Regions from separate parts of the Mus musculus genome. Here all the other regions are linked to region 1. Evidence: chromatin contacts called from public ChIA-PET, HiChIP or PLAC-seq and promoter capture Hi-C data. All regions are on one chromosome and are shown on one strand. The core of a region is the stretch at or near the end of the contact, and the rest is flanking DNA. Distances in the headings are between cores, read along the strand shown.

The links. Promoter capture Hi-C pulls out the DNA fragments that hold promoters and counts their contacts. ChIA-PET counts read pairs in DNA pulled down with a chosen protein or histone mark. HiChIP or PLAC-seq counts read pairs in DNA pulled down with a chosen protein or histone mark.
Region 2: a promoter capture Hi-C map of the 3T3-L1 cell line shows a contact between it and region 1, with 2.7 times the contacts expected there. The contact joins the enhancer-like site here to the promoter of Rpl32 in region 1. A contact is called at or near these places in 9 of 39 promoter capture datasets (the 3T3-L1 cell line, the C10 cell line, embryonic stem cells and 5 more) and 3 of 115 datasets of contacts at active chromatin or transcription factors (the NIH/3T3 cell line, memory CD8 T cells and pancreatic cancer cells).
Region 3: an RNA polymerase II ChIA-PET map of memory CD8 T cells shows a contact between it and region 1, with 16 read pairs. The contact joins the enhancer-like site here to the promoter of Rpl32 in region 1. A contact is called at or near these places in 1 of 39 promoter capture datasets (second pharyngeal arch cranial neural crest), 3 of 115 datasets of contacts at active chromatin or transcription factors (memory CD8 T cells, pancreatic cancer cells and thymic regulatory T cells) and 1 of 9 other capture datasets (pancreatic islet).
Region 4: a contact with region 1 is called in a promoter capture Hi-C map of pre-B cells, with 4 times the contacts expected there. The contact joins the promoter of Vgll4 here to the promoter of Rpl32 in region 1. A contact is called at or near these places in 7 of 39 promoter capture datasets (the 3T3-L1 cell line, 3T3-L1-derived adipocytes, the C10 cell line and 3 more), 1 of 484 Hi-C or Micro-C datasets (the N1E-115 cell line), 6 of 115 datasets of contacts at active chromatin or transcription factors (astrocytes, embryonic limb bud, extraembryonic endoderm stem cells and 3 more) and 1 of 9 other capture datasets (pancreatic islet).
Region 5: a promoter capture Hi-C map of the 3T3-L1 cell line shows a contact between it and region 1, with 4 times the contacts expected there. The contact joins the enhancer-like site here to the promoter of Rpl32 in region 1. A contact is called at or near these places in 5 of 39 promoter capture datasets (the 3T3-L1 cell line, cranial neural crest, embryonic stem cells and 1 more) and 5 of 115 datasets of contacts at active chromatin or transcription factors (the NIH/3T3 cell line, embryonic stem cells, extraembryonic endoderm stem cells and 2 more).
Region 6: a promoter capture Hi-C map of hippocampal neurons shows a contact between it and region 1, with 2.9 times the contacts expected there. The contact joins the enhancer-like site here to the promoter of Rpl32 in region 1. A contact is called at or near these places in 6 of 39 promoter capture datasets (the 3T3-L1 cell line, hippocampal neurons, liver and 1 more).
Region 7: a contact with region 1 is called in a FOXA1 HiChIP or PLAC-seq map of pancreatic cancer cells. The contact joins the enhancer-like site here to the promoter of Rpl32 in region 1. A contact is called at or near these places in 7 of 39 promoter capture datasets (3T3-L1-derived adipocytes, the HPC-7 cell line, the SN4741 cell line and 4 more), 2 of 15 datasets of contacts at CTCF or cohesin (the NIH/3T3 cell line and embryonic stem cells), 5 of 484 Hi-C or Micro-C datasets (LSK cells, the N1E-115 cell line, bone marrow-derived macrophages and 2 more), 10 of 115 datasets of contacts at active chromatin or transcription factors (the NIH/3T3 cell line, astrocytes, bone marrow-derived macrophages and 7 more) and 1 of 9 other capture datasets (embryonic stem cells).

Annotation. Positions count from the first base shown.
Region 1 is chr6:115,806,930-115,810,393 of GRCm38.p6, forward strand. It overlaps Rpl32 (ribosomal protein L32), which reads right to left and starts at 1,814. Exons shown (of 4, transcript NM_172086.2): 1 at 1,769-1,814; 2 at 873-973; 3 at 57-238. The coding sequence starts at 968. It overlaps Snora7a (small nucleolar RNA, H/ACA box 7A), which reads right to left and starts at 1,174; the gene lies at 1,046-1,174.
Region 2 is chr6:114,881,813-114,885,276 of GRCm38.p6, forward strand. The region is part of intron 2 of Vgll4 (vestigial like family member 4); the gene reads right to left. Among named protein-coding and RNA genes, the nearest start is that of Vgll4, 38 kb to the right of the region's middle. Within about 2 kb of position 1,764, at least 243 of the 459 cell types and tissues checked have an H3K27ac peak or open chromatin away from gene starts, as enhancers often do. A contact at or near this core is called in embryonic stem cells, hematopoietic stem and progenitor cells, liver and 1 more, where this site is marked.
Region 3 is chr6:114,903,703-114,907,166 of GRCm38.p6, forward strand. All of the region lies in intron 1 of Vgll4 (vestigial like family member 4), which reads right to left. Among named protein-coding and RNA genes, the nearest start is that of Vgll4, 16 kb to the right of the region's middle. Within about 2 kb of position 1,794, at least 26 of the 459 cell types and tissues checked have an H3K27ac peak or open chromatin away from gene starts, as enhancers often do. A contact at or near this core is called in memory CD8 T cells and thymic regulatory T cells, where this site is marked.
Region 4 is chr6:114,920,117-114,923,580 of GRCm38.p6, forward strand. Vgll4 (vestigial like family member 4) reads right to left here and starts at 1,705. Exons shown (of 5, transcript NM_177683.3): 1 at 1,201-1,705. The coding sequence starts at 1,282.
Region 5 is chr6:114,962,281-114,965,744 of GRCm38.p6, forward strand. It overlaps a transcript of Vgll4 not described here. Among named protein-coding and RNA genes, the nearest start is that of Gm38876, 19 kb to the left of the region's middle. Within about 2 kb of position 1,556, at least 56 of the 459 cell types and tissues checked have an H3K27ac peak or open chromatin away from gene starts, as enhancers often do.
Region 6 is chr6:115,124,803-115,128,266 of GRCm38.p6, forward strand. It overlaps Gm17733 (predicted gene, 17733), which reads right to left. Exons shown (of 2, transcript NR_132436.1): 2 at 2,798-3,464. Among named protein-coding and RNA genes, the nearest start is that of Gm17733, 8.3 kb to the right of the region's middle. Within about 2 kb of position 1,844, at least 67 of the 459 cell types and tissues checked have an H3K27ac peak or open chromatin away from gene starts, as enhancers often do. A contact at or near this core is called in hippocampal neurons, where this site is marked.
Region 7 is chr6:115,220,026-115,223,489 of GRCm38.p6, forward strand. The region is part of intron 1 of Syn2 (synapsin II); the gene reads left to right. Among named protein-coding and RNA genes, the nearest start is that of Timp4, 30 kb to the right of the region's middle. Within about 2 kb of position 1,561, at least 43 of the 459 cell types and tissues checked have an H3K27ac peak or open chromatin away from gene starts, as enhancers often do. A contact at or near this core is called in pancreatic cancer cells, where this site is marked.

The DNA.
Region 1 (3,464 bases), core at 564-3,063:
CAGTGGCCTCAGTCTCACAGGAGGCAGGCACACTCCCAGCCAGGGGCCCAACTCACTTGTTGCACATCAGCAGCACCTCCAGCTCCTTGACATTGTGGACCAGGAACTTGCGGAAGCCGCTGGGCAGCATGTGCTTGGTTTTCTTGTTGCTCCCATAACCGATGTTGGGCATCAGGATCTGGCCCTTGAACCTTCTCCGCACCCTGTTGTCAATGCCTCTGGGTTTCCGCCAGTTTCGCTGAAGACACACAGGCAAGTTAGTCTCTGTGCAAACTGGCAGCTCTTGTATGTGTGTGCAGGAAGGGGACAGAATTCAAGGGGGTCATGTCATAAAACACACACCAAAGGCCGAGGTGTAGCTCAGTTAGCAGTGTCTGCCTGGCATGCACAGGGCCCTGGGCTCCATCCCTAGCACTTGCACTGGAATTTCAACATCATCTTCCATTGCAATTAAGTAGGGAGGAGGGATCAGTTAACTGCTGAACTGCTGGGTGTGCATGCCCATCCAGCCAACAGGTGATCTGCAGGCCCAGAGAGAGGTCTTAGCAGTTGAGAGCACTGGCTGCTCTTCCAGAGGTTCAATTCCATGCATGCATGTGCCTGGTGTGCAGACAAAACCCCAAAGATCTTTAAAATACAGGGTCAGGGTGCAGAGATGACTTAAAAGTGCCTGCTGTCAGACAAACTAAATCTGACCTGGACCCACAAGACAGGAAGGAGAGAATCAACTCCTTAAAGTGATTCTCCCTGCCCTTCAAACGCATAAATATAAAACAAAGTGTCATCTTTAAAATGAACTTTTTAAAATGCAGAGACAAGCGATAACGAGAAATGTGTGCTCAGGTCTTAACCCCCACCCCAGAACCACATACCTTAATTTTCACATATCGGTCTGACTGGTGCCTGATGAACTTCTTGGTCCTCTTTTTGACGATCTTGGGCTTCACCAGAGGCCGGAGGGCAGCCATGATGCCTTTTGACAAAAGTCAGACCCAAGTTAGTAAAGAAACTGGGAGGTGGGGCTGCGTCTCAGGCCTTCAGTGAGTAATGTTGCAGAGTGTCTTCCAATCACCAGCTACCGAGCAAACTGGGAATGGAATGGGTACCTCTGCTAGGCTTGCTCTCCCTCTTGCTTCCGAAGCTGGAAGAATACTAGCTACTCTCCAGACGCGATCCCAAGAGGTCAGTGGTTCATCTCACCCACTCCGAACCTCAAAGAACCGCAACCGATCTTACAGAACCCCAGCCAGGTCTCTCTGGTGGCGAAGGAGCGGCAAATCCCGCTCCACTAAGCTTCGTTATGTTTGAAGTGTTGCGCCCTTAAATACGCAAAGCCACCATGCACTCCTAACACGCCACCAGTCCGTCTGTCCCTCCCGGTCGTCTCAGAGCACCAACCAAAGGGTGCCTTCTCTGCTCCCCGCGCAGACAACCTGCTCCGCCGGGCTTGCGCTTCAGAAAGCATTTCTGCTCACTGGCGAGCGGCGGCAGCTCCCTGACTTAAGATTTCGGATTCGCCGCAGAAAAAGGCTGCTAACAAGCTAAGCAGAAAGCGGCGGGTGCCGTCCGAAACTCTCGGGCCGCATGGCAGCAAGCCCGCCCTGGCCGATGCCGGCCCCCGGGCAGACTCCGGAGCAGCGCCAGTGGCCAGGCCCGCGCGCGCTCGCCACTACCACGCTGGTGCGGAGGCCGCCGCCGAGGCCTCCCCACCCGGAGACGGGGTCCCGTCGAAGCCGCGGGCGGCGGATGGCCGCCGATACAGACTCACCGTAAAACAGATGGCAGCCACCTCGTAGGCAGCGCCGAGGAAGAAGGAAGAGGCGGCGGCGGCGCGCAAGGTATGATGGGACGGAGTCTTAGGTCCTGGCAGAGAAAAGGGAAGCACTTCCGGCTCTGGGTCCTCTAAAGAAAACTAAGATGTGCCTGAGAAATGATACTGAAAAAAACCCTAGTGGACTAGTGTTCTGTAGTAGACATTAACATCTTAGAGTGAACTAAAATTTATTTTTCTCTTGGGACTACTTAAGAAATTTGGGTTTTTTGTTTTTTTTTGAGCTAAGACCTGCTAGGTGGGCATTTATTTCCGCCCTAAGTGGAAGCCCAATAGCTTTTTAAATTGTTGGTTCCCGAGGGTGCCTCCTTGAGGCTGGGAGGTAGCAAAACAGAGACTCTTCGAAGATCCTTAGGCGGTTGGTTGAGCAAATGTCCTAAAACTTCCTAATATACAGATGTGCAAACCCCTGCTTATGAAGTGCTACTGAGCCTCCTCGCGACTTCTGTATGTTTAAATCTTCTCTACTTATGGTATGTACCTAATGTATTAATAAGTGATGGGTTAGCCGGGCGGTGGTGGCTCATGCCTTTAATCCCCGCACTTGGGAGGCAGAGGCAGGCGGGTTTCTGAGTTCGAGGCCAGCCTGAGCTACAGAGAGGGTTCCAGGACAGCCAGAGCTACACAGAGAAACCCTGTTTCGGAAAAAAAAAAGTGATAGGTTGATAATATTGCTAAGAAAATAGTCTATTGGCTGGGTGTGGTGGTGCACATTTTTTAATAACAGCACTTGGGAAGCAGAGGTAGGTCGAGTTTAGTCTATTTTGCTTATCTTTTGTTTTACAGATCATTGTGAAAACTCTATAATCTTAGGAGGAAATAAAACCAAACCTGAGCTGGGGAGGTGGCTTGGTGGAGCACTGTTGCTCTTTCAGAGGACTGGCATTTAGTTCCCAGGAACCAAGCGTTGCTTCACAACCTTGTTAACACCAGCCCTAGGGGATCAGATGCCCTTTTCTGTAGGCGCTACATGCATGTGGTACATACTCATACATGCAGGCAAAACACTCAATCACATAGAATAAATCTCATTTTTTAAAGATTTATGTATATGAGCACACTGTAGCTGTCTTCAGACACACCAGAAGAGGGCATCAGATCCCATTACAGATGGTTGTGAGTCACCATGTGGTTAGGAATTGAACCCAGGACCTCTGGAAGAGCAATCAGTGTTCTTAACTGCTGAGCCATCTCTCCAGGCCCCACCCCAGTCCCACCCTTTGTTTTGTTTTGTTTTGTTTTAAGACAGGGTTTCTCTGTGTAAGCCTGACTGTGGTCGAATTCACTCTGTAGACCAGGCTGGCTGGAGATCTTCCTGTCTCTGCCTCCCAAGTGCTGAGATGTAAGGTGTCACCACTGCCCAGCAGACTAAATTAAAAAATTTTCAAACTTTGTACAAACTCAGACAGAAGAGATGCCACTGGTGATCTTGACAGTGGCTCCAGGAGGTGGGGACAAATGCTGAATTGGGTATGCTGCCCCAACCCTTGTGCTTGCTGTAAAGGGGAGTAGAGACCCAGGTAAGTAGAGTGTCTTGTCTGGAGTGGCTGGGTCACAAACAGCAGGGCAGGACTGTTGCTCTCCTGTGTCTGTGTCTTGCCCTCCCTTCCCAAATGCTGCTTGGCCTACAGGC
Region 2 (3,464 bases), core at 514-3,013, 930 kb before region 1:
CACAGTGAATCGACAACAGATCTAAACAACACGTTAAACGACAGTCCCTGGAGGCCTACGACCCGTCTGTACCACCGCTGGCAAGTCATAGACGCTCGCTGTCCTCCTCTGAATCCTCATACAGAATGAAGGAACAATGCACTGTGGTCTCTTCTTCCCAGGGCATTAACCCCACATGAGCAGGGCTCACCTCCTAACCTCATCTAACCTTAAGAACTCCAAAGACCTTCGCACTGGAGGAGAGGGGCTTCAACTCGTGGATTGTGAAGGACCACAAGCCAGACTACCACAGGCCCCAGAGCTCTTTCCCTTGGAGAAACTCTGGGCTGAAAACTATGTCTGACCCAGAACCTGGAAATTTGCATAGACATTCCGCCATGTACACCCAGCAGCTCCTCAGACAACCTCAGCAGTGGCTGAGCCCCTGACTTGCTGATCTAATGAGAGCCAACGGACTCCCACGACACTCAGTGCTGAAACTGTTCCTGTGACCATCCATGAGCTCCCACCCTCCCTTCCTTTGCTGGAGACCACTGCTATGTAGCCCAGCCTGGCCATGGACTCTCCAATCCCCTGTTTCAGCATCCCACGTGCTGGGTCATAGGGTATGTACCACTGGGCCTGGCATCCTCGGGCCATCTCTTAGGACTCCTCAAGGGAGGCAACAAGAAGCCAATCAGCAGGAACAGCAGAGGCCGGGCTTCTCTGCCAGCCAGGGAGCTGAGGCTCCAGAATTCAGACCCTCCTGTGGGCAGGCTTGTCTCTGTCACCAGACCCCAGGACAGCTTTAAGCTCTTTGAGTATGCTCGGGAGATATTATAAAAATAAAAAGTGTTTCGACCGAACAACACAGCAAAGCAAGAGACAAGTGCCGTGCTGGTCAAGTGTAAACACCAGAGCTGCTCCTGCCTCCTCCTGCAGTGAGGCCCAGCGAGTAGGGAGTAGGAGATCTCGGAGGAGGGGAGGCGCCATCAACCCACACCCTGGCCAACCCCTCAGCAGTGTCTCTATCTTTCCTCTTTCCTCAGTTGGATCTTTCAGAGACCTAAGAGAACAGCACTTTATTTCAGGACAGGCTGGCTTTGTGTTCCAGCAAGAAGAGTTCTATGAACTAGGCAATGCCCAGATTAACCATCTGTAGTCCAAACAGCTGCACTCTCTGTCCCCAGCTGAACGCCTTGGGGCCTGGGCAGGGGACCTTCTAATTTTGAATAAATATCTTTGATGTAACGCATCAGTCACTCCTGCTTTGCTGATTTCGGTGTGACCCTTTAGAACACGACCCTGCACACACTCTCGCTCCTGGTAAGCCTCCCTTCCCCAAAGTTCTGACCCACTTCTGTAACCCCCAGGACCGATTACAGCCACAAAGCTGGCGAGTCCCCACACAGCCAGGATTGCACTTGGTTGACAGTGCTTTTGTTCTGTCCCCTGGCTCCTGACACCCTTGGCATTTCTTCATTTCATGTGTTATTCGTTATTCAGCCAGAAAAATGCCAGGAGCAAGATGGTGGCCTGCCTGAGCAGCTCTCTGCAGAGACTCTTAAGGCAGAGGCGAGGCCGGCCAGGAAAAGGCTGACGTCAGCTCTCTGAGAGCAGCTCCCTGCAAGGATAAGGCGGCCTTTGTTTTCAGCTCAACTGTGAAAATGAGAAAATGCCTCCAGCCTCACAAACAAGAAACCCACACAGCCCAGGTCAGGCCTGTGACCTTTACTTAAAGGTACCACACTTCATTAGCAGAGGCTGTCGACAGAACCCAGGAGGTGTGGCCACAACCACCCAGGCCACTGCTAAAAATCAGCTGTCTGTCCAGCACAGCGCAGGCTAGTTCCCCAGCTCTTACTAAAGTGTGAAAGGCACAGTTAACCGCAGGCAAGCCAGCTCCGAGCTCACACTGCTCTGTCAAGAAGCTTTTCTTTACAGACATAGGCTCTCTTCTAATTTCTGCTGGCAAGTCAATCACGTGTAAGCCAGAAAGAAGGAAAGAAGATCCCAGCTTAGCAGTAGCTTGATTTTTGAGTTTCTGCTCAGGGGAACTAAGATCTTGGCTGTAAAACAGTTCCTTAAACACCAGAATACCTCCAGGGATACTGGGATGACTGGTGAGCTCCGGGTTCAGGGAGAGACTCTGCCTCAAAAAAAAAAAAAAAAAAAAAAAAGTGTGTGTGTGTGTGTGTGTGTGTGTGTGCGCTGGTTTTATGTCAACTTGACACACCCTAGAGCCATCTGAGAAGAGGGAACCCTAATTAATTAAGAAAATGCCTCCAGATCACACTCTACACAAGCCTGTAGGACATGTTCTTCATTAGTGACTGATATGGGAGGGGCCAGCCATTGTGGGTGGGGCCATCATGAGCAGCTGTAACCCCCACCCCAAAGTACCAGCAATTACATTTTGATTGTCCTGAAACGTCAATCTGTCCAAAAGGTACAACAATAAAGTCTCGTGACAGAGCTAAGACTCAGGCATGTGCCATAGCTGCCACTGTGAGGCAGCTGCTGGGGGTGGAAGGTGGGAAAGCCTGCCGTGGCTATCACCAGCCAGAGGTGGACCCTCATAGAGTTACAGAGGTCCCATGCTGCTCCAGAGGTGGACCCTCACAGGGTTACAGAGGTCCCATGCTGCTCCAGAGGTGGACCCTCACAGGGTTACAGAGGTCCCATGCTACTCCAGAGGTGGACCCTCACAGGGTTACAGAGGTCCCACGCTGCTCCAGAGGTGGACCCTCACAGGGTTACAGAGGTCCCATGCTGCTGTCTTAAAAGGGGGAGAGCAGGAACATGGATGTCCCAGAACAAGAGGACACAAGGTCATGCCCATGATTCGGCACACGGCTGGTACCCAGCGCACTCAATGGCTGCTGTCACAGAGAAGCCCTCTCTAGCAGCGGCCTCACGCTAAGTGACAGGATGTCCACAACCTCTGCAGAACACCTCAGCCGACAAGCTGCCCTGGGAAGGCTCCCTGACTTCCAATCTCAGTTGAGCAAAGTTAAGGAAGCAACATGTGCCCAACTGCTCAATCTCCGCTCAGCTCGGTCTTAATGTTGGTCACACACAACGGGACCAAAGGGACTCAGGAAAACAAGAAGCAGGGTCGCCTCAGGGAACAAGTCAGGGTACACAGTGAGCCTATGTGGGACAGTCAGAACCATGGCTCTGCGAAGCAGAGGGTGCCACGGCTCCCCTGCCCCATTAAGCAAACCCACAGAGAAGCACGAACACCATTCTTGCCAGTGATCTGCTTCTCCCTTAGACGCGGGGTCCTTCAAACGCTTTCTCCAACCTTCTCTCACACCAACGGTCCCAGCTTGGGGTTCACACGTTCTCCACTCACCCCATGGAGAGAAGAGTAAACACCCAGTGGATCCCAAGGGAAGCAGAGAGAAAAAGAGACAAAAGACCCTCAGACTACAAAGTGTGCGAGCTCTGGTCACAAGAACACACCAGGACAGCAGCTCACA
Region 3 (3,464 bases), core at 544-3,043, 900 kb before region 1:
TTAACCTCAAGGGTCTAGCAGGTGGTTCAACTCACTTCAATCATGCTTTCTAGGCACTGTGGCAGCAATCCCCAGCACCCTCCATCACAGACCCCATCCTCTGAGATACAGAAGCAACAGTGGGCTGCACCTGAGGACTCTTGTGTTCTCCCTTGTTTCCCACTGGAACTGTCATCTTAGAACAACCCACTATACTCACACTCGTGTATTTCAGCAGATAACCTCAGATAGCAAACACGGCAACCTTTCTGCTCTATGCAGATCCACTGGTATGGATCTTAACAGTGGCTGAATGCAGAGAGAGTGACCTTGCACATATCCAATCCCACTGGCTCCATACACCCCACATGGGTGCATTCTCTCACAAAAATGCCATAGCACTGTCAACATGTTGGGGTGGGGAGATGTCTGTGACTTCCAGTCAGTCAGTGTCTTGGAATCCACAGAAACAGGAGAGATGGGCACAGGGATAGAGGGAAGCTTTAACTGCAGAGATTAGCTTCGGTACACTCAGAGGGAAGCAGGGCATTCTTCCGGCTAACCTCCTAATGATGTTTAAGCATCCACAGAGCTGCTGCCACCCTCCTCAGAGTGAGTGCCCTGAAGATTCACCTCTGGAAGCTCCTCCTTCCATGACGTGATACTTACAGACTGTGGCTATGAAGTGAGTGATAAGACACAGCAAATGCTGTGATTCGGGTAAGTGCCTCAAAGGCCATGTGGTCAAGGCTGGATCCCCAGTCTGTGAGTGGGAGGAAGTTAGGTTGTTGGGCCTTGAAGGGGGTGTGGCTTCTTAGCCGCCATGTGCACCCAATACAACATGCTGCCTCACCACTGGCCCAGTGCAACAGGACCAAGTGACCAGGATTGAAACCCAAAGTAGACCTTTTCCTTAGTAAGCGTGTTCTCTCAGATGCTTTATCACGGCTGAGAAGCTAACACATCTAGACAGGTGCGTCTCTCTGGAATCCCAACATGCCAAGGGCTTTACCTTCTGACCCAAAATATTTTTCAAATCTATTGGGGACAGAAGCATCACTTGTGATAGCAATGTGTGACCACATGTGTTAGAAAATTCACCATGGTAGTGCATCTCACTTATATCTGGAGATCCACAACCTAGCTTCACGACAACTGAAACACAACTATAAAGTGTCTGGTGCTATTGTTCACGGCTTTGGGTTAGATGATGCCTGCTTCTGAGATTTTTAGAAATGTTTTATCTCCACCTTGAATTATACAAAACATCAGGGAACTAAAAGCGTCATCTAGACACCAATAACAAACCACACTGGTACTGCCCCTGGGACCATGACATTTTCCTATGTCAGCTGTTGTCACTGCTGCTGTAATGATAGCTGAACCCAGAACATGACTAATGCAGGGAAATTCTTCTCAACCCAAAGAAAGAAAGAAATCATACAAAAATAAATGAATCATATTACCCACCCACCCCCATGCCACCCCCACCACTACCACCAGTCAAAACAAAATGCCCACCTACATGGGTGGACACATATGCAACCCCTGGTCATATCCCTAAAGGTTCTGTTGTTCTCCTCCTGCTGTATTGTTACTTGTCTGTTGCTGTGATAAAGCCCCTTGACCAAGGCCATTTGCAGAAGAAACAGTTTATTTGGGCTAAGGTTCTAGAGGGTCCATCACAGCATGGAGGCAGGAAACAGAGAGACCACATCTGTAAACACAAATGCAAGCAGAACTCGGGGAGGAGAAAACAGCTAGTGGGGTGAAACTTTTCATCTTGAAGCCTGTGCCCAGAGAGTGACATATTTCCTCCTGCTAGGCTGTGCTACCTAAACCTCCCCAAAGAACACCACCCGCTGGGCACCAAGTGTTCAAGCCATCACAGAGATCTAGCACAGATGGGGTTTTCAGAGCCTTTAAAACACTAACAGGCATTTTAGGGTGCCATTTACTCCCTGTTCTCTAAGCATCACCGTGGGATCTCTTCCGCCAGGGCTTTCTGCATCCATCCAGCAGAAAGCCACTCACACAGATACATATGAGGGAATCATCAAGCCTGTGAAGAGAGGTGAGGAGCAGCAGCCAGTGCTCCGAGCAGCTGACTGTTTTACACAACATTTGGGTGAATGAGCCAAGCCAAACAAGATAAAGATAAGGCCAAAGACATCAGGGGTCCCAGGGTGACACCCCAGATACGTCTGCCCTGTAGCCAGAGGGAGCACTCTCTAACCTCACTCTCCTGCACACTTGCTTATGACCCGACTTGCACATAGCACTGCACATGTGCTCCTGGCAAAGAGAACACACAAACGTATAGATTCATATCAATGTGTCCTCCTCCTAGACCACCACCTTGCCCTCTCTGCCCAGTCTTTGCTCTCACTGACCTGCCTTCAAGAAACTTAGACTTTAAGATGCTGTGATGGAGAGAAAGAGGCTTTAGCTCTGAAAGTGGATCTAATCAAATGATGGTTGCCATTATGTAAACAGTCAACTTTACTGTGATTTGAATTCTCCTTCTTCCAAAGAAAATCATCACTAGCCACAAGCTATTTCAGACTCCACCTGTGCATCGGGCCTCAGACTAATCTAGAAAGAGAAAGCCATTCAGTTTTATAGGAACGCTTCTCCAAGGCTGCCCTGCTCCTGGAGGGCAGAGAGTGCCTCGTCAGAGGAGTGGGTCCAGTGTGTCACCATGAAGCTCAACAGCAGGTGGAACTGACTTTATGACATCCTGTGGCAAAGACGTGTCACACAGCTCTGGGGAACAAATACTGGATGAGACAGGCTTTCCCTACGCATCCCAGGCTGCCCTGGAAGTTCTCATCCTCCTGCTGCCTCAGCCTCAGATGACAGAGTAAGGAACCATACACAGCCTAAAAGACCCTTTATCTCTGACTGATACTCAACTAAGATAAATGTGTATAAACTGTAAAATAATCACTTAAAAACAGAAGGTACAGTCTAGAGATGCTAGGGCCAAGCGCTCATAATGAAAAGCGGGGTCATTTGACTTCCCCAAATGATGACCCTGAACAAAACCCCCAGGTGAGCTTTCTGGTAGTTATCGTGATTCACCAGAACTAAGCAGCTCCACTCAAACCTGGTTAAACCTCCAGGGCTAAACAGCTCCATCCACAACCCACCACCGAATGCCATGAAGTCAGACTCCAGCCATCTCTTGCTTTGAGGTCTCCCAGTTCACAAAACCTTGTTTCTTAGTCACAACAAACTCAAAATTCTAACTTGATGGGCCAGCAAGATGGTTCAGTGGGGAACGGTGATTGGCAATCATGCCTGATTACCCAGGTTCAATAGCCCCCCCCCCAGGCTATAGCATGTGTGCCATACATGCACACAAAATAATTAAAATATAATTACACTTGTAAAAGTAAAATTCTCATATAATATGATGCTGTTTTTAATGAAAAGGAGAGGAAAAAAGTGATAAAGCCTTCCCTTGAGCAGTTACTGACATC
Region 4 (3,464 bases), core at 455-2,954, 890 kb before region 1:
AGACGAGAGGGTTTGGAAGCTGAGAAGCTGAGGTGCTTTTTATATGTAGAGGAAACTTGTCAAAGTAAAGTGATATCTTATTTTTAAAAAGGCAAAACAACAACAAAACCCCTTTAAATGAGATTTTTCCCCCATAAAGTTAATTTTAAAGCAGGCTTGAGAGAGAAAGGGTATGTTTTCAACAACTTAAGAAGCAGATCTTAAACTTTTACACGAACACAACCAACTCTGCTCCCTCTTTTAACTTCTGTTCAAGACAAAGCAGACAACTCTCTAGGATTACTAGGTGAGAGACCCCAGAGCCTGCTGCCCACAGCAGGAAGACACCAGGAAAGACTCCCGGCAGCCCCAGGTCTCTCCCTGCCCGGCCAGTGCCACAACTCAGCCCCATTACCCTGGTCTCAAATCGCACGTAGGTAAGATTCCAAAAGATGGGATTGGGGTTTTCTCCAGAGAAGCTTAACTTACTACAGGGAGTGCCCAGGGGAAGGGGAGGTGATGGGCAAATCTAGGGGTGGGGGTATTTTCCACTTTCTTCAGCCTTCCGGCTGCTTATGGTGTAATTGCCAGGGACTGGGGTTGGAGGGAGCCTGTCTCACTGTCAGCTCTCTGCACAGGAAATGGGGCGGCAGACAAAGAGCCCGGCCTGGGCTCCCTGACACCAGGCCCTGCCAGTCCCACAAACCTCACAGGAAAAAAACCCCTTGATGCCTGAGACAATGGCTCAGGAAAACAACAACTTACTGTGGCTTTCTGCTGTTGTTCCTCTACCACATGAAATTCAGAGCAAGGGTCCACACCGAACACTGTACACGGTGATACGTTTAAAAATAAGTCCCAAGGCCCCTCCCCTCTACTCCAGCACCCACATGTTTAACTTCTCCTTACTTCTGTAAATTCCTACTTATGCATAAAATGCCAACAAAATCAAAAGAGAAAAATCACTTATAATGTAACGATCTTGTCAGACCTTGCTAGTACATCACAAGTAAACTTTTAACAGCGTGTCTCCTCCAGCCCTCCCCGGCTGCCACCCTCCTGCCGGGCAAAAGCGAACTGTCCTGAAATGGTACACAACTCTCTTTCCACTCGCTCCACCATCACAAGAAAGACAAGAAAATGTTCATAAGCCAGTCAAAGCCCCCCTCCAAAGGAGGAGTGGCCATCACAAAAGCAAAGAGTACATTCTAGAACATCTACCTTCATAGCACAGAACGCCGATATTGTTGTTCATCTTGTCCAAGTATTGGTAGTTCAACAGGTCCATCTTCATAAACAGCATTTATCTGTCCGGCTAGCAAAGAAAAACAGTTCTTTGCTTTCACCCCCAAAGAGAAAGTTTCAAAATTCAGTCTTAGCTGAGTAGCTCCAGGCTCTCCTAAAACTTCAGGAAGACAGAGGCCCAGCCTCAGGAGATCAAAACAAAGTATGTAAAAGGTTTTTAAAAATCATACACACACACACACACACACAAAAATCAGACTCAAACAAAACCCGTCAAGGGCTTGTGGAAGGTGTCTGATTGTGTCTTCTATTCGGCTTTAAAAAATCATTTCAGAAGACTTCTCGAGCCCGTCTTGGGGGTTTAAAAAGAAAGCAGTAAAAAAGAAAAACACAAAGCACATTTCTCAGGACAAAGGCACTCTCCCTCACAGCCCGCTGCAAGCTGACTGCACTGACATGCGGGCTATGCTTGGTATGACTCGTATGTAAACCAGCTTCCTCTGCTTTTGGGAGGGGGTAGAGGGCTGCTGTGAGCATGCTCACTGGAGCCTCGGCTCAGGCTCCAGGCGCTGCAGAATTAGCAGGAAGCAGAAAGAGGCGGGGGCAGTGAGGCACAGGGGGTGAGGAGAGCCTTTCCTCCCCGGAGCCAGAGGCCGGCAGAGGCAGAGGCCGAGGAAGTAAACCCCAGCAAGTTTGTGGGTGTTTTGTTTGTGGGGGAGGCTAAGCACAAAGTTTAAAAAAGAAAATCTGCTGTGGAAGCAAAGTACAGGGAATTTAACTTTCCGTGACTTCGTTGCAAGGGCTGGGAATCCAGGGCTTCCACAGGGGTGTGCTCTGTTTGGTACAAGGTTTCTTTGTTTCTTTGTAAGATGGGTTTATTAAGTCCAGGGACACAGCGAGTGTTTACATTTTCTTTTTTTTTTTTTTTTTTTTTTTTTTTTAAAGATTTTATTTATTTATTTATTATATGTAAGTACATTGTAGCTGTCTTCAGGTCTCATTATGGGTGGTTGTGAGCCACCATGTGGTTGCTGGGATTTGAACTCAGGACCTCTGGAAGAACAATCAGTGCTCTTAACCGCTGAGCCATCTCTCCAGCCCGAGTGTTTACATTTTCAAAGTCAATGTTACATGTAACTTCCTTCCTAAACTCTGTAGCTGTACAGATGGACAGGACACCAGAGGCAAATCCGTCCTCAGAAGAGTAAACAGATCTGGGGACAAGTGAGTGGCCTACAGGTCTCTCTCTCCCTCTCTCCCTCCCTCTCTCTCTCTCTCTCTCTCTCTCTCTCTCTCTCTCTCTCTCTGTGTCTGTCTGTCTCTCTCTCTCGCTCTCTCTCTGTCTCTCTGTCTCTCTGTCTCTGTCTCTCTCTCTCTCTCTCTCTCTCTCTCACACACACACACACACACAAACACACACACACACACACACAAACGGGGGAGTGGGGAGCTGGCTGGAGAGGTGGTTCCGAGCACTGGCCACTTTTGCAGAACACTTGAGTTCAGTACCCAGCACTCATAAGCACCTGTAACTCTATTTCCATGGAACCTGACTCCCTCTTCTGGCCTCCATGGGTACCGCATGCAATGACACACAGACATTGGAAAAAAAAAATGTACAAAAAAAAAAAAATACTTTTTAAAAATCTGTTTTCCAAACTCATCTGGGAGGTTGTGACCAATCATGGAAACTTTAAAAATGTTCCAAGTTCAAATCCAGAGCAGTGCTGAGCTTCATCAGCATCATGGAAGAAAGGAAAAGACCTGCTCTAAGTGACTCTGCTGCAGCCTGGCAGAGTGGCACCAGCCTGTAATTCTAGCAGTCGGAATCCGAGGGAGAGGAACTGCCACAAGTTCCAAGACCTCTCTGGGCTACTGTCAGCTCTGTCACACCTTCCCAAGACTTCATTACAGTCACTTATTTTAAGATTGAAGCAATCCCCTACAGATGGAGGGGTACACACAAAACGCTTAGCAACTTCTCCTCCATGACTCAACATCAAATATGATGGTTTGTAGGCAAGGGGACACCAAGCTCAATCCCAGGGACCTATGTGGTAAACGGAAAGAACAAACTCCCCCCAAAGTCAGACGCAGACATGCTCAGCTTCCGTGTCCCCCCCCCCCCCAAAGATGGGGTCTCACTTTAAAGCCCTGGCTGTCCTGGAACTCACTATGTAGATGTGACTGACCTCAGACTCACAGAGATCCGCCTGCCTCTGCCCATCCAGTGCAGGGAT
Region 5 (3,464 bases), core at 306-2,805, 840 kb before region 1:
CCCTCACCTTCTCTCCAGGCCCCCTGTCCCTGTGGTGGTTTGAACAAGAAATGTGCATACACAGCCCATGGACACTTGCTTCCTGACTGTAGCACTGGTCAGGGGAGATTCTGGAAGCCTCGGGAGGTCAAGCTTTGCCAGATCACTGAGAGGTGGGCTCCTAGGATCTGTGGCCTTCCCTTACTGTGTCCTCCCTGCTTCCTGTTTGTGGATAAAAACAAGATCATCGCCGGGCAGTGGTGGCACACGCCTTTAATCCCAGCACTTGGGAGGCAGAGGCAGGCAGATTTCTGAGCTTGAGGCCAGCCTGGTCTACAAAGTGAGTTCCAGAACAGCCAGGGCTACACAGAGAAACCCTGTCTCGAAAAACAAAACAAACAAACAAAAAAACAAACACACAAAAACAACAAAAAAAGATCACATGATCATCTGGCTTCCTGTTCCCCTATGTCTTCCTTGCAACAAGGTCTCTAGCCCTCTGAACCTGTAAGCCAAAATAAAGTTTTTCTTCCTCAAGTTGCTTCTAGCCATGATATGCTATCACAGCAACAGGAAAGTAAGACAGTCCCTTAAAAGCAATGATGCCCGGGCATGGTGGGACTCGCCTTTAATTTCAGACTTCAGGACACCAAAATGACTTCCCCTCTGTAACTTGGTACCCACAAGCCATTCTCTCCCATCCACCCCTTCCTCTTTTTACTATGTTTTGTTTTGTTTAAGATATGTGTGTGTTGTGTGTGGTGACCATTCAATACACACATATCAATACACAAGTCAGCACCAGGTGTCTTCTGCAATCACTCTCTACCCTACCTGTCGAAACCGGGTTTACCACTAGCCTGGACCTTGCTGATTTGGCTAAACTTGGCTAGCCAGATATCTTCCTGTCTCCATCTCCACAGTGGAATTACAGCCTATTAAAAATCACTCTTTCTGCAGGAGTGCCACTAAGGAACATCTACAGGGGAGCCTTTGACACCCCAGCTTTCCATCCCTGGGCATGTCCAAGCATGGCAACTGACCCACATAGCTATCCTTGGAAGCATCCGGGATGGCAGGGAATTGGTCAGCTTTGACTTAGACCTATCTCCTTATGTCTATACATCATCATGTCTGAAAATCCATCAGGGCAGATGCCTGGAATACAGGAATTATCCCCACATGGCCTATGAATTTAAAATATACACGCATATTTAAAGTCCTCATGAGGGTTCTCCCAGGTACTTATTAACCTCCATAATGAGCTGCACAGCACGAGCCAGTACTGTTGGCAATGGGCCCCATGGTCCTATAATGTGGTCCAGCTGCTCCAGGTATGTCCCCTTTCCTGCAAGAGCTCGAGGCCCCTCCCATGACACCTCTGCAGGAGATGAGTATCCTCTAGGTTGCTTCACCCTCCTACCCTTCTAGTTGGGTTCGTTGGGCTTCAGGGAGGAGTAGCAAGACGCTGCATCAATTCATCTCTACCCATAGTTGTCTCTGCCTCCCTCTGCCTAGCACAGAAGACCTCAGTGCACTTGGGCTGAACAAAGGGGCACTGTTCTGGGCCAGAATCCTAAAGGAATGTCCTGCTTAAGTACGTAGTGTTTCCTCATGCTACAGTGGCCCAAGGCTCCACTCTGCAGCATTCCTCAGCCCCACAGAAAGGGAGGGGATGCGACTTGTGTCTCATCTTCTCACTGATCTCAGATTGTAGACAGTGCTACCATGCAATGTCTAACCACCTCAGTCACTGCAATGCCATTAGCACGGAAAAAAAACAAAAAACAAAAAACAAAACCCTGCTTTTTCAAAGTGCTGAGCATAGAATCCAGGGCCTTAAGTACACTAGGAAACCGTTCCACCCTGAGCTACCGGCTCAGCCCTGACTACACAGCTCATTCTCAGCCTCCACAGTACAAATGCATAGCATAGACTGTGAGCCACCTGAACCATCGTGGCCATAGTGCAAAGCCAAACTCTCAGTACACTCCATGACCCTTGTGCAGTGCTACCTGCTGCCAACATACATTCTTTCTGCTGCCTGGAGTTCATTCATCTCCCTCAGGGAACCCAAGGAGAGTACACCATGTGACAGGCACACACTGACATACTGTGTCTAAAAGCTGAAGACTTCGTGAGCAGACTCCCAATTCTTGGCATTTTTCAACACTGTCGTCAGCCTACATGAAAGTGAACTGTATGACTCACAATCACCTGTAACTCCAGCTCCAGGGTATCCCACACCCTCTTCTGGCCTCAATTCTCAGCCTGTCAAAACCTAGATAAGTCTTCTAACTCAGGATCTACAACAGCATTAGGCCATACTGGCCACTGCTACTAGTAACTGTAGTTAGCTCTCTTAACCTACTACAATGAAGTTCTGTGAAGCCACCGTGAACTGGGGCTGGAGAGCAGAGTGGGCAGTTAACTCCATACTCTTAGAGGACCTGGCTTCAGTTCACAGCACCCACATGGCAGCTCACATGATCTATACGTCTAGTTCTGTGGGCTTTAGCACCCTTTTCTAGCCTCAATGGACTCTGCACACATGTGGGACACACACAGACAAGCACACATTTGCACATAAATAAAAACAAATAAAAAAATTTCAAACTCCATAAATATTCAATGGGGTTCCTTTCAGCCTCTAGACACATTTTGCCAACTGACTAATAGGCAGCCTTGTTTCAAAGTGTAGTTCTGCTTAAACACATCTTACTGGACATCTGCAGGCTCATTAACATGGAATTCACAGCTTTCAGCTCTACCACACATCCCAGAACCTCATCTTTCTCACAAGACACATTTTCCACACGGGAGGGACACCAGTCCCCCCTAGCTGAAGGACCTGATGCACGCTCACCATCACGCTCAGAGGCTGTTTGAAACAAGTTACCAGAAAAAGGAGGAAAGTGAAGAAATCATGGTACTCATACTAGCCCCTCCCCCAACACAGGCCAGAACGTGGCATGCTTACCCACAGTGCCAGCACTGGAACAAGACGGAGCATCACCCTGTTAAACCTCCTTTGGGAAGTGTGGAGAGGCTCAAACCTGCCTGACCTCCACCTACCCACAGTGCAGGCTCTGCCAGTCACAAACTGTGGTCGAGCGGGCAAATGTGTAAGTGTGGATGGTGGCAGTCGGCTATATCTCATTACCAGACACGAGGCATAAAAGACACACAAAGGAGATTCTGAAAGGTTTCCCTCCTTTGCCAAAGAACCATTAGACTGTATCCCACACAGGTTTCCGCCCCCTCCCTCTCGTGTCAACACTTTCTTACGTTCCTTGGCAATATCTGCCATCCGTTGCCCTAAGTCTCTTCTCATTGCTATTTGCTTGTCAGTTGGATAAACCCCTGCCAACCAGCTGGCACCACTCACCTGAACTCACCTAGTCATCTATCAAATTCCAACAAGCAGCCTGTATTAACCCTAAAGGTTCCCTCTTAGAGCCACGACCGACCCTCAGCTGACATGT
Region 6 (3,464 bases), core at 594-3,093, 680 kb before region 1:
TTGGCTGAATCATCAGGCGAGGAGACTTTTAGATAATTGGATGGGGAATGCCTTCTCTCCGCCAAGAAATGAGGGTGCTGGCAGACAGCCTATTGCTAGCCTGCTTCAAATGGACCAGATGCTATTTTGGAGATGAGAAAAAGACATGCTTTTGACACCAGCAGTGCAGGGAGAAGAGAAAAACCAGTAAATAGGAATATGGACTTATTCCTGATCAGGAATGAGGAGCAGATAAGCTGATCAGATGTCTTGAATCCTCTGTCATGTCATGCTTGCTGGCAGATAAGGCACAGGGTAAAGAAAGAAGGAAAAGAAAGTGCAGACAGGCTTGTTGGGCAGAATCCTACTCACAAAGACAGCAGTCAAGTGTGAGAGCTTGGAATATGACTGTTGTCTCAGATCCCTGAAGCTGGATGTTTTTCAATAAAAGAATGGGGCCATCTGCTCCAAGCTGGCCTTGGTGCTAAGGAGCCTTTCTTTGAGGACAGCCATGTAGGTACTCACATAATGTGCTGCCATGGATTGACACTGGAGGGAAATTTCTTTTCATTGTACAGATACACTGTTGTTTGTTTTTATTTTGCAACGTACTAGCAGATTACTTATATACTTATACTGCTCATTTGAAAAATGATGCCTACCTTAAAACTGTTCTTGCCTGGATTAAATGACTAGCAAACACATAGCACTGTCTGTCATCTTGCTTAGCACACAGATGGTGGTTAGTGAAGGTGGCATTAGCTTGACATGTGATATAACCAAACACAGGACCTTTTTCTTTTCCTTTTAGTTCAAACCCTTAGGTTGCCATCAGAGATGTTGTAACCATGTTTTCAAATGAAAATATCTACAGAATCTCAGGTTGCTCCAATCTCTCCTTCTTCTTCTTATTTTTTTTAAACTTAAAAGAAAATACTACATAGCTATTTGTCCATCAAGTGATGATCCAAGGCTTCAAAAATCGACTGTCTCAAAGTTAGAACATATGTGTCATTAAGTTACTTCCTTTAGAATAATTTCTAAGTTTTTTTGTTTTTGAGACAGGGTCTCATGTATTCTAGGCAGTCCTTGAACTCACTGTGTCATGAAAGATGACCTTGAACTTTTGACTCTCTGGCTTTATCTTCTGAGTCCTGGGGTTATAGACATTTGCTGCCTGGTTTATACAGCAGTGGGCATTTAACCCGTGGCTTTACACCCATGAGTCATGCACTCTGCTGTGTGTGCCACACCTCTAGACTTTCTTTAAAATAATTTCTATCATGAATATGTTCCTGCCATATGCCAGACTTGATATTGGATACTATTTATGTGAAATCTCGTTTAATTAAAAAAAAAGCTTTGCAAATATTAATTAACTCTATAGATAAAGAGTTTTAATAAAGAAGTGGTATTATACTACTTGCTAATAAGTGACTGAGGCAAGTGACAAACCCACATGGGTCTGACTCGGAAGCTCTAATTAGCACATAACTGGTATTAGCCAAGAAAGCTTAGGAAACCAAGGACCTTCTGTTTACTCTGTAAACCCAACAGCTCCTTTCCCTATCACCTGGAAGGTACCTCCTCCATTAAACCGGGAACTGTCTCAGCAGTAGAGGGAGGGGGTTGCTTTAGACACAGACCCTGTGAGGAAAGCTTAGTCTTGCTTCTGGTGTGGGGTGAATTCTAAGTAGAAGGGCTGCATGTTCACTCATCCTTGAAGTAGTGTGAAGATGCTGCTGGAAGCAACTGCTGATAAATCCTCTGAATTTCCCAGGCAGAGGAAACACACTCTGTGCTGCTCATGTGTGCATGACAGAGATGCTCCTCTATCACCATGGCAACAGCCAACACACCAGCATCTTGCAAGAGGCCAGAGCTGCTCTTTGGGGAGCTGTGGTCTTCCCTCAGTGAAAATAAGAATGGGGTATGCTAGAAGGAGGAGAAGGGGGAGGGAAAGGATAGGGGAGGGGGAGGGGAGGGAGAGGAAAGGGGAGGAGTGTTTCTTTAGTTAGATTTTTTTGCTTGAATCTAGCTGGTTTCATGGAAGGGGGGTTTTCATGGGGATTCTTGCTACATGAAACCTGATATGTCTGCAAGACTCTGGGTAATAAGAGGTGTCAGAGAAGCTTACAATAAGACTCCAGGAAGGCATGTTATTTCAGCTATGGTTTCCAATAAGCTCATTCATTTGCCAAGCTGCTGATGGATGGCACCTTTCTTAGGGGCCTGTCAGTATAGCCTAATGCAGAATCTCATGGGCTTTGCAGCCAGCCAGATCTGCTTCATTTTAGTTCTAAGAGCTAACATTAGCCGGTGTGACTTCTCTGATTCTCAACTGCTTTATCGGCAAAAAAGGAAAATCTAACATTTCCCTTGTGGCGGATGAAATGAGATAGGACATGGGCAATTTCTGGCATGAAGTCAGTATCTAATTATAGTTATCATTAGGTCCCAATAAACAGAGATTTGGCAGGGGGACCATCTCTGACTCCCTTAAAGTCAGAATGAACTTGGACCCAAACCCCTTGTTGCCTGTGCTTTTTCTCTTGCTCGCCAGAACCACCTGTTCAGTGTTTGCTCTCCAGGCCCCGCCCTTGCCTGTATTTCCTTGCACAGTCTGCTGACATCAGGTTTTGTTTGCCTGTGAGACTCCACCCAGAGAATCTTACTTACATCATCAGACCTTGGGGATCACCTGGCTCAGCTCCCTCACCCATATTTTCCACACTAGAAAATGGAAGAGGGAGGGAAGGAGGGAGGGATGGAGGGAGGTGGCCTTGTTCAAGGTCACCCAGAAGGTAGAAACCATCAGTCAAAGTGGTTGCTGCATTTATTTTAGCAGGTATGACTAAACCTGAGAGTCACCGAGAGGGACGACCTTACACCCCACACACCTGCCTGAGTTCTCTCTAGTGTTTAACGCTGAGATAATTATGTGTGGGAAGATTTTTTTTCCTCCTTTTTTTGGTAATTTACTTTTGCTGGCAAGCTCTGTGATCCACTAGAGTGAGAAATATCAATAGCTAACATTTGCACAGCGCTTTACAGCTTATAAAATGCACTCACTCAATCTCAGGCTTCTCAGTAGCCTTTCAAGGAAGTTATAACAATTGTCACATTCTTTCATGGCTGAGGAAACTGAGGCTGAAGGGGATCTGGGCAAAGAGATGAGCTAACATGATTTAGGACTTGACTTAGAGTTCTGTGCTTTCTAATTGTGGCACATTGGCCCAGCTTATGTATCCACCTTGACTGGATGCTGGGGTATAGCAGTCCTGACTATTCAGAAGTAGAAAAAAAAGAAGTGCTGGGACCCAGAGCAGCAATGGCAAGAAGGCCCACCTCAGTGGACACCATAGATTCTCAGGAGGTGCTCCAAACACCACACAACAGTGTGGAAAGAAACCACGCTATCTCTTCTGGTAGAGCTTTGCCATTTTCAACTGTCCTCTTTGGTCACGTCTTCCAGATAGATGCTA
Region 7 (3,464 bases), core at 311-2,810, 590 kb before region 1:
ACTTAAAGTTTGGGATGTTTTTCTTTTGTAAGCCACTGTGAGAAAAAAAAAAGAAAATTAACAGTTATAAAAGTTGCCTGTTAGTCAGAAAAGTATCAGATTGTACATAAAGGAGTTGGCTGTCTCTACTAGCATGCATAAGTAAGCTTTTTAAAGCGATGGGCTCTTTTAGAAGTCATGTTTACTTGGAAATGTGTGTTCAAATATTAATGGGCATTGTTATGATCAATTATTTAAAGTATCAAATAAATGGAAAACTAGCATAAATATCTTAGAAAGTGAATATCTTAGAAAATTACTAGTAAGTTCTGAGACTTTCTAGTGGATGCCCATTAAAAGTTCCATTTGTTGATATTATTGTTGAATTTGTTTGTTTATTTGAGACACAGTTTCACTACATAGACCAGGCTAACCTTGAACCAAAAGAGTTTGTTCAGAGATGGTGAATGCCACTAGGCCTGGCTAAAGGTTTGGTTTTTGTTTTTCTAAGTAATGCTGTGTGTTGGAAGCATTGTGAAGTAAGTGAGTTCAGGGGTAGTGCTCCTTCCTCATCAGTTCTTACATGAAAATCGAGTAAGATGGATAAAGTGCTTAACTCAGAAACCAATGCTAAATATGTAGTAAAACACTATCCATTATTGACTTTATTGTACTTAAGATACTCTAGTGCCTGTGCATGGGTAAGGATTCCACTGTGCTTCTGCTAACATCATTTCCTTTTTAGTCCTTATGTTACAACTAGGTGAGACCTTTCCTTATCTGATGCCTGGTGGACAGTTGAGCCTTTAATAGGTGCCCAATCTAGTAGATCTTCTTTGAAAGAGTAAATGAATGAGAATTATCATATTTAAAGAGTTTATAGAATATGTTTCACTATAACAGTACTAAACAATCCTCTTCAAATAAATATGTTCGAAGACTAAAAGGGGTACGTCTTCAGGATTGGGTTGGTTCTTAGAACTTCTCTTCAGGGCTTGTTGAGTGTGAGGATTGTTTCGGATCATTAGCAGTGGCTAGAAGTAAAGACACATTGACAAAGAAGAGAGCCAGACCAGGCCCCGGCATGAATTTCCCATTATACCAACATTCCCACAAGATTCCCATGGTGCGATCTTGTCCACTTTTCTCCTCTAAGCTTCAGTTTCTCCATCCGTGACGATGAGAAGAAGGCACCTAAATATGGTCTCTCTTTCCTGTTGCTATACTCAAGTGCATCTGGGACACCATGGCACATGTCTTCCAGGACAGTGCCAGGTCTCCTTCCAGCCTGCCAGCATCAGTTGTGAAGACTGCATCTCCCCCCGAAGTGATGCCAGCTGGAAAATTGTGGAATGGAATGTGCCACCTGCGCTGGGATTTGGAAATCCAAAGCATTATTGCTTTGAGATATGAAAATGTTTCTGCTGAGCTATGCGAGTGAGTGGGCTGACAGTGCCAGCCACCGCAGCTTACACTTGGCCTGAGAAAGGAGGCTCGAGCCTCCTCTGCTAATGAGAGTAGAGCATGGGGAGAGAGAGCACCCTGCGTCTTTGCATTTGCTCTGTGAATCATGGCCTGGTGATTCAGCAGCCTAAGAAGCAACACACCCATGAAGCGACAGAAAGCCAGCGTCACTGCGCTCTGCAATGCTAGGCCTTTCCCGGTCCTTGTTTCACAAGTGCTCCAGAAAGTAATCAGGATCTCTGTTCGACTTTAGTGTCCGGTTTTGGGGAGAATTACCTTCTCGCTGTAAAGAGGGGTGGGAAGGAACGTGGTCAGCCTCTGTTAGGTTTTTCCTAACAGGATAGGAATTTAACACAGGGCAAGATGAGCAACAACCTGCCTTGTTGATGCTGTGTTGTTGTTGTTGTTGCTGTAATATTGTTTTAGGGTCATGTCGTTCACACTGTCTTCAGATTTGTGATTTTCTGGCCTCTGCCTCCTGATGCTGGGATGACAGGTGTGTGCTATTAGACTAGGATCTATTGTTAGATCTTGAAGTAGTCAAACATTTCCTTTCTGTGAGCCTGCTATTAGAAGTTAAAAAGCCCCTAGGCAGAATCTTCTCTTAGAAAGCTGAGAGGAGATGGTGTTCTTGTTATAATGAGAATAAAATTACAAGCCTTTCATTAACTGCTATGTTAATTTATACCTGAAATAGAACATTAGGGGCTAGGGATGTACCTCATGGCAGAGTGCTAGCCCAGCACATACAAGGCCCTAAGTTTGTTCCAAAGAAGCAACAAGCCCTGTCCCCATGTTCCAAAAAACAAAGAAACAAACAAGCAAATAAAAACCAATTAAGTTAGAATTCAGCCCTGTCATATGTTAGAGTAAGTGTTCATTATAAATGTTTATTTTTTACACTTGTTTGAGCTGAGCATAAGATAAATACAGCAATTCCCATAACAGCAAAGTTCTTGCTATAATGTTCTTTACCTGTGTCTTTTTATCTCTGTCTCTCTGTCTCTGTCTCTCTCTCTGTCTCTGTCTGTCTGTCTGTCTCTCTCTCTCTCTCTCACACACACACACATACACACACACACACAGTGGGAAACAGAATTGGCTCACATACATATGGAGATTAAAAAGGTCTCAGATTTGCAGTTGGCAATCTGGAGACACTGGTGCGCCAGTAGAAGTTTCAGCCTGTGTTTAGAAGCAACTTGGTGACAGTCTAACAGACACACACACAGAGAGACACACATACACACACACAGAGAGGGAGAGAGAGAGAGTTAGAAGACAATATGCTTTACTTAGTCTACTGATTCAAATGCTAATCTGATCTAAAACCACTTTCACGTGTTAAGAAATACTGTTTAAACAAATAACCGGGCACCTAGTACCCTACTCAAGTTGACACATGAAATCATCTGTCATAGGCATGAGTCACATAAAGTAGAAAGGAGTGAGGGTGAGCTGTTGAACAATGGGACTTGTAAGCTCTTTGAGAAACACATATCCTTCTCAGGAGGCTCATGATACGGCGGGAAGGAGGAGAACGTAGCCTGTCTTTATACTTCATAGGTTCTTCTTTTTCACACCCTTTATCCCCAGCCCCCAGTTTCGCCACTATCACCAGATAGGAGAGAAAGAAGGATAGTGGGGGGAGAGATCCATAAATCTAGCTTCTTTCCTATTGTTTCTTCTTTGAGCATGACTACTAACAACTGAGACCATCAACCAACAACCACATCTCTTAGGGCTCTAGCATTTATATACCCTCTGAAAAGTTCCCAGAATTTCAATTGTAACACAATCACAGAAACTATTTGCAGCTGGTAAAATCACACTTCTGCTAAAGCACGAGGCAAATTATGGTCCACTGCTTCGGACAGTCTGAAGCAGCCCCATGTCCCCACACCTGGGATTAAAATGAAAACACATTCTTATAATATTTCTGTATTTTTAAAGAAACCAAAATTCCAAAATTGTCACTACAGAGGTAAATATGTGGAAATTTAGCTAGTGACACTAGTTCA